Linked DNA regions of Mus musculus: region 2 is linked to region 1. A link is a contact called in public Hi-C data. All regions are on one chromosome and are shown on one strand. Each heading gives the region's core, a stretch centred on a gene start, on an enhancer-like site or on the middle of the called end of the contact. The rest is flanking DNA. Distances are from core to core; before and after follow the strand shown. Region 1 overlaps Sv2b (synaptic vesicle glycoprotein 2 b). Region 2 has its middle 57 kb from the start of Sv2b.

Region 1 (3,987 bases), core at 1,022-3,521:
CTGTGAAAGGGTCATTTGACAACAAAGGGTCATGATCCACAGATTGAAAACCACTTTTCTAGAAGGTAGCTTGGGCAGAGAATCTACCTCGTGGGTGTTGGACTCAAGAGAGCGAACCTGTGATTCGATCTGGGTTATAAGACAGTGCTTTGCACCTAGACAATATTGGTCCCTGGCTTTCCAGAATGGAAGTAGGAACAATGATATTGCCTGAAATAATATTGACCTGTAGGCTGGATACTTGCTATATAATCTTATACATTAAGTAATATTGTCTCATGAAACATGACTCTCATGTATGACAGACTCTTTCCAAGCCTCAGGTCTCCCATAAAAATCTGGGAGATATGGCTCTGAGTCTCATATTTGACTCCTGTTCTTACCCATTTGAGCCAAGTACAAGGTCATAGAGGCCTTTGAGCCACAGTGCTGATCTCAAAAGCAAGCTGGGCTCTAGAGAAAGCTATTTCTGCATTCTATACTTCTAAATGTAAAGTGATACAATTACTTCATATTGAAGCTGGAAAAGCATACATTTTCACAAGAGAAATTGACCCATGGGATAGTTCTACTGTTGGCAAAAGCTTGATAAGTTCAAAGGAAACCCGTAACACAAAATAGCCTTGTACTGAAAAATTCCTTGACCACTTCCTTTTGAATTCCTGTATAAGATCTGATCTTTGACCTTCACCGGGTTCTTCAAAGCTCAAAGAGCTTCTCTACCCATGGTTGCATTCACTACCCTTACAATTCCTTCCTCACTTAGCTTATGTGAGTTCAAATGTCTAACCAAAATATGCTTCACCTTACACATGAAATATGAGTATTAGTAAATATCTTCATTTAATTCAAAGATCATGTCAGAATCTCAGACTTTTCTAACTAGTCTATCTATTCAGACTGTTCTAACTATTTTTTCTGTCTCTATTCCTAGGCTATAACCTTCAGGAGAAGGACAAACATCACAGCCAGTGAGCTGCCAAGCACTGCTCCGACCTTGTCAAAGAGAGCAGCTGGACCCATTTTTAGTTACTCCCAGCACAAGCCTCTGGGTCATATAAGGAGAACAGACCAGAATTTGATACTTTCCGAAGACGTTTAACACACACCAGCACAAAAGGCTACTTAGGTTGTCTTTGTATGAATTTGGTTGATTTGAGAAACAAATTGAAAAGGTGATTTTATTGAAAAAGTCTCATGAGCATGCTCACCATTTCAATGATATAATAGATGATGGTTATTGGAACAGCCCAAATATTTACCACAGAGCAAGAGATATAGCTTGAGCGGCTACCAGACAATCCCAGAACCAAGGAATGGATGACTACAGGTATCGGGACAACTATGAGGGCTATGCCCCTAGTGATGGCTACTACCGTAGCAATGAGCAGAATCAGGAAGAAGATGCACAGAGCGATGTTACAGAAGGCCATGACGAGGAAGATGAGATCTATGAAGGCGAGTACCAAGGCATCCCTCATCCAGATGATGTCAAGTCTAAGCAGACCAAGATGGCGCCCTCCAGAGCAGATGGTCTTGGGGGCCAGGCAGACTTGATGGCTGAGAGGATGGAAGATGAGGAGGAGCTGGCTCACCAATATGAGACCATCATTGATGAGTGTGGCCATGGGCGCTTCCAGTGGACCCTCTTCTTCGTCTTGGGTTTGGCCTTGATGGCTGATGGAGTGGAAATATTTGTAGTGAGCTTTGCTCTGCCAAGTGCAGAGAAAGACATGTGTCTGTCCAGTTCCAAGAAAGGAATGCTTGGTAAGTAGGAACTTCCAAAGGTTATTTTCCTTGTGACATCAAGTATATGAAAGTCAAGGAGAATATAAATGTATATATTTACATATGTATATATTTACACATACACATATAAGCACACACACACACACACACACACACACACACACACACGTATAGCTTGTCACTGTTGGATATCCTGCAAAGTTATAAGTTTTATAGTCATTTTGCCATTAAGATGTTATATTATGGACACTAATTAATTTATTAACTCAAACTTTCATAGCTAGTATCATAGCTTGTTTTTTTTCCAAGTCTTTTTGATTCGTAGCTTTCTTTGATTCCCAAATCTTGTTTTCTCGAATGACAGACTATTAAACCATCTTCCATATCCAAGTAACAATACATTTTGGAAGGGGTAAGCCAGAGGTCTGGTCCATCATGTTTTCTTTATGTGTCTTCCAAGAATCCAATAGCATCTGCTCCCAGCTCCTCTTGTACTGAGAGTTAGTGGCTGAGTGCCCATGTGGCTTGGATGACTGATGGGCTTCAGCATACCCACATGCAGAGTCCCCGTAGGCAGTTAAGTACCATGGTGTGAAGCACAGATGTATTCTGAAGGATAGAGGACCAGCTTGCAAGTCAGTTAGCAGACCAGGACTGTCAGATCCAAGCCTCAGGCATCAGGGCTCGAGGCAGAAAGGATTTTGTGAAGTTATAGAGAGGATGAGCACAAATGGTGTGGAATAGAAGAAATTTATCATAATAGAGCCATGGGTTTGTCTTGATCACCAAATGGTCTGAAAAACATATGTACCCTCTACATTTAGTGTCCAAATAGAGCCCAAGATATATGAAGCTATTGAGTACTTACCATGAACCAGTTTATCATTCAAGATAAAGAATAAGTATGGTCCCCAGGAGTTCAAAAGCTGCCCAGCACCAAATTCATTGATTCAACAAGTAGGTACATACATATTTCTGGTCTATAATATGCTGGTATCTGTGAAACAGTCTTGGATTAAAAATAGGTTTTGTGTCTTTAAAAATATATATCACAAGACAAGAAAGTCTTTATAAACACAGATTTAATAACTTCAGGGATAAACATTGGAATGTGTCTTGTGTGGTTCTAGACCTTGACTTTGGCAAAGGAGTTAACAAGCATTTATGAAAAGACTGAGATAGCAAACATTTTTGAAGCCCAGATGGCCCCTGTCACAGGTATTCAAATCCCATTCTGTAATCCAAATGATATGAAGACAGTATATAAACCAGTAGACATGATTGTGCTTCAGTAAAACTGAGACTGAGCTTGGGTGGAAGCAGGAGGACTGTGAACTTGAACACAGCTTGTGGTATTTAGTGAGACTATCACAAAATCAGGAAAAAAAGTAAGAAATGCATATATAAAGCAATATGAAGAATTGTCACCAGATGAACAAAACAACAGCAACCAAACCTCCCAAACTAGCTGAACAAAAACCTTTATCTCTGGGTCATTAAGCCTTGTCTTATACATTTATGCTTAATCTATAATGCCATTTGAATGATTAGGGCTCCATCAGGCATGACCGAGGAAATCAAAGGAGACTAAGTATATAAAAACAGATGCTTTGAGAAGCTGGAGTGTTATTCAGCTTTTAAAAGCCAATAGAATTTTTAGTTACACATGAGTGTCCCTGCATATGCATATACATACTACCCGACTTTAAATGTTAAATAGTAGGTTTTAAATCATTTATTTATTTTTACTTTTATGTGCATCGGTGTTATACTTGCATGTATATCTGTGTGAGTATCAGGTCTCCTGGAACTGGAGCTACAAACAGTTGTGAGCTGCCACTGGGAATTAAACCTGGTTCCTCTGGAAGAGCAGCCAGTGCTTTTAACTGCTAAACCATCTCCTCAGCTCCTGTGGTAGGTTTTTGATTAGGCAAGGGAAAAGAACAAAATTTCTAACTGAAACCAATCCATCTGTAACTGACTTACGCATTTTTAAGTTATCAACTTGTTTTTGTGCTATGCCCAACTGAAACCCAAGTCCCTGTTTATTCTGGCAATGTCAATGATGGTTTCATGCCCATCAGTGTCTCTGGCACTACATGCCCAGCAACCTTAATAGTAGACATGCAGTATTGTGACAGCTCCTACTTCTCCCAGGGAAAACACTGGGCAGGCGATGAGCAAATGTGGTTATGGTCTAGAGAGCCCACACTGGTACAATTTTGCCCTCCAAGTTAC
Region 2 (4,048 bases), core at 210-2,709, 160 kb before region 1:
GAAGATGTTTGCTCTCACTTTCCTTTCCCACTCCTGACATCATTAGTGGCACGGTAGCATTTACGCAGCAAGGCCTAATTTCACTAAGATTTTCCTTGTAACAAGACCTGTGGACACTGGCTTCATTCTGAGTTTATAATGTTCTTATGGGGAAAACCGAGAAAGCACTCTTTGAGGGCACATCCAGTTTCTTCCCACGAACTACTTAGTGTATGTCTAAACAATCTCAGATCAATACATCCCTGTCCCTCCAAAACACCGAAGTGTAAAAAGTAAGAGAAGGTGTCAATATTTGTAGATTTCTTTATATTGAGCTACATGGTAGTACTAATTCATTTTTTTATATATTGAAATTGTTATGTATATAATACTAAGTATATCTATTTTTGAGACAAGATTTCATACAACCCAAGTGGTCTTTGAACTGATATGTAGTAGGGGTGGCCTTGAATTCTTGATCTTCCTACCTCCTAACCCCCAAGTGCTAGGATTACAGGAATGCCCCATTGCATCTGACTCTCTGCCAGCTCTACCCTTACAATCATCTGCTCTAGCCACAGACAGATGGGCCACTTCATCTAACGACTGGGTTTTATAAAGTTGTATCTTGATTTGCAAAGACAAATTAAGTCAAGTTTGCCATTGTACTCAGGAAATTAGAAAAGCATTTAATAGTAAGAATAATGGTATTTATTGATATACTTTGGTCTTTTTAGCAGACCTGCTGAGAAATTAGTGGAGGAAATGAACAGGCATTTGAAGCATTTATTATTATTATTATTATTATTATTATTGAAGCATATTCTCTATGTAACTCTGGCTATCCTCGAACTCACTATGTAGCCTGGCCTGCTCATAAACTCACAATGATTGCCTGCCTCTGCCTCCCAAGTCCTGGGATAAAGGCATGCACCACCATGCCCAGATTCGAGTAGGAATTTTGTGATATTTAGGCTGCAGTTGCTAGAAACTAGAGTTTCCACTTACTAGGTTCTCAGCCTTGACTGTGGAATTTCTTAGCTCTCTCTACTGTTCTATGCCTACTTGGAACAGAGAATGTCACGGGCCAGTGTTTCTTTGAGCACGTTGCTGAACTTTTGATCTTCAGCTTGGTCCCATAATGAAGGTAAATACACACCATATAGTCTTTGTTGCTAGGAGTAAATGAAATCAGAGATGTAGAGCCCATCACGCCACTATATTGTGGAGGGTACAAAAGGCTGTCTTGTTTATTCCGTAGCTTGAGATACACATTCAATATTTAACTTAACTCATTCCATGATCTGATACCCTTGGTAGTGAGAACCATCCCTTCTCACTTTTGCTGTCCCCCTTTCTGTGACAACTCCATGGCTCTTTCCCCTGAAAGATACTCTGTGATTCACAGAGGTTCCCAACTGCCATCAGGGCAAACTAAAGGCTTGATGCTTTTGAGTTTGGGTTGTCAGTGATGATCCTAACACACGGTGGCGCTGCTGAACCAGGCACTGCTGTCACTGGAGGCCATATCGCTCTAATGCTAGGCGATCACAGTGAACCCGAGAATACCTTTGTGTAATTTAGGGTGATGAAGCAGTTGCTACATTCCATTTCAGTCTCCTGGACGGGTCATTCTGCTTAAGTCTGCTTTTGTGTGCGATGGAAACGAAACTGCAAGATAACTCTGTGTGCAGGAGAGATGTTCCCCCTTGATCCCTGTACTAACTAGCTAGATTTATACCAGCATGGCACAAGCTAGAGTCATCAGACAGGAGGGAGCATCACTTGAGAAAATGCCTCCCTAGAATCAGGCTTTAGGCAAGCCTGAAGGGCTTTTCCTTTTCCCTTTTCTTTTCAAGACTTAATACAAATGTTTTATTTAACAATTGCAGGTCATTCCAAGTAGGCTAAGTAGTGGATATCCAGGACCCAGCAGCAAGGTCAACACAACTTGCGAGCTTCTCTTTCTGACTCCAATAGGGTGAGCACATCACCCTCTTGAACAGGGCCTTTGACATTTCGGATGATAGAGCGGCTGGTGTCATCCATGAATTCCACTCTCACCTGCATGTACTGTCCCTGCAAACCAATCCTGCCCAGTACTTTGGTTACCCTAGCCAGCTTGATGGGCTGCACATGACTCATGTCCATGATGGCAGAGATATGGCAGAGAGTGGGCATTTTCTTAATTAGTGATTGATGGGGGATAGCCCAGCTCATTATGGTTGGTGGTATCCCTGGCCTGGTGGTCCTGAGTTCTGTCATAAAGCAGGATGAGCGAGACTAGGGAAGCAAGCCAGTAAGCAGCACCTCTCCATGGCCTCTGCATTAGTTCCTGCCTCTAGGGTCCAGCCCTGTTTGAATTCTTGTCCTGACTTCCTTTGATGGTAAACTGTGATATGAAAGTGTAAGTCAAATAAGCCCTTTCCTCCCCAAGTTGCTTTGGTCATGTTTCTAAATCGTGGAAGGCACTACTGCTATTTAAGTCTAACTACAACTTGCCCACAGCTGAGGTTTAGTTCTGGCCTCTTGTGCAATTACTCTGAGCTTCCCGTTCTCATTCAGAGCTCTGTGATAGGGGAGGGGAGAGTGACTAGTGACAACCATGCTCAAGTAATTGACATTCTTCTTTCTGGCTATTGATTTGCTGGTTCTTGCCACAGAGGCTATTATGGAAGAGCCAGCACTGACAAAGGCTTGGAAGCGCTCTTCTGGGTGGCTGGTCTGCATATATGAGTGCTTTGGAGCCTGGAGCTTTCTTTTTGTACTCCTGTGATGGCATCGAGTTCAGAAGCAGTAAGCGCTGGAGGACTGTTGGAGAATCATCAATTGTGTCCTATTACCTGTTTCTCAAGCCAGAACGGTCTTCAAAGGTTAGTTAAGAACAACTGCAGACAAGCATGGTGGTACACACTTGTAATTCCAATAGTCAGGGATTTGAGGCAAAAGGAACTTGAGTTTAAAAATAACCTAGACAATATAACAAGACCTTTTTTCAAAAAACCAAGGGTGTGCGCACTTGAACGCACATGCACCCCCTCGCCCCCCACCAATGGGTAGGAAGGACACAAAGAGGTACTTGAGATAAATAGCTTAATCGGGAAAACAAACTGCCAAGCTAGATGTTTAACTGTATACCACACGACTCTGTTTCAGCTACTTTTTGCTTAGGCTTCTCTCTTGTCTGAGTTGAGTTAGATGCTTCGTAAATGTCACACGTGAGATAGCAGTCCCATAGGATTATATTAGCACTGGAAAGTTTTAGCGCTTAGTGCGATAGTCGTGTTTGTGATGCTGCTGGTGTAAAAGCCCTACTGTGCTGCCAGTCATTAAAAAAAACATAGCACACACAGTTATACACACCACATAACACTTGATTATGATAATAAGTAAATGACAGTGCTGTTGGTTCATCCTTTACTGTGCTATGCTTGTTTTTCTTTGTGTGTGTGTGTGTGTGCATAATGAATGCATGTGTGTTTGTGTGTCCGTGGACATATGTGTACAAGGATGTCGGCTTGTGGAGGCCAGAGGGCAATGCCAAGCTTCTTCCTCTATTACTCTACATTTTTTGAGACAAAGTCTCTCACTAATTATAGAGGCCACTGATTGTGCAGACTGCCTGGTCAGTGCTCTCTGAGGCTTTGCCCACCTTACCCTTTCCAGCTCTATCATCACAGATGGAAGCCACCACTCCCCATCTGTATGTGTGTGCTGGGGATTTGAACTCAGGTCCTCATGCTTATGTGAAGGGCCTTCCCTGACTGAAACATCTCCCCAGACCCTGTGCTATACTTTTAAGTCATTATTTTTAACTGCACTGCTAATTTTAAAAACTATCCTAGAGAGGGTTGGAGAGATGGCTTGGTAGCTAAGAGTACTTGCTGCTCTTGCAGAAGCTCAGGGTTTTGGTTTCCAGCATCCAGGTTTGGGGCTCACAACTGTCTGTCATTCCAGTTCCAGGGGATTTGTTGCCCTTTCTGGCCTCTGTGGGCACCTGCAGAGATGTAGTGAATATACTTATATCCAGGCATCCACATATACTTAAGATAAATAACCTAACAAATGA

What was found. A called contact is a pair of places that touch in the nucleus more often than the background predicts.
Region 2: a contact with region 1 is called in a Hi-C map of cerebellum, with 2.7 times the contacts expected there. The contact joins two enhancer-like sites. A contact is called at or near these places in 1 of 15 datasets of contacts at CTCF or cohesin (pro-B cells), 10 of 484 Hi-C or Micro-C datasets (the AML12 cell line, the STO cell line, cerebellum and 5 more) and 2 of 115 datasets of contacts at active chromatin or transcription factors (CD8 T cells and acute myeloid leukemia).

What each region holds. Positions count from the first base shown.
Region 1 is chr7:75,203,870-75,207,856 of GRCm38.p6, reverse strand. Sv2b (synaptic vesicle glycoprotein 2 b) reads left to right here. Exons shown (of 13, transcript NM_153579.4): 2 at 935-1,767. The coding sequence starts at 1,317. Among named protein-coding and RNA genes, the nearest start is that of 1500012K07Rik, 100 kb to the left of the region's middle. Within about 2 kb of position 2,271, at least 2 of the 459 cell types and tissues checked have an H3K27ac peak or open chromatin away from gene starts, as enhancers often do. A contact at or near this core is called in cerebellum, where this site is marked.
Region 2 is chr7:75,364,137-75,368,184 of GRCm38.p6, reverse strand. It overlaps the pseudogene Gm10161. Among named protein-coding and RNA genes, the nearest start is that of Sv2b, 57 kb to the right of the region's middle. Within about 2 kb of position 1,459, at least 27 of the 459 cell types and tissues checked have an H3K27ac peak or open chromatin away from gene starts, as enhancers often do. A contact at or near this core is called in cerebellum, where this site is marked.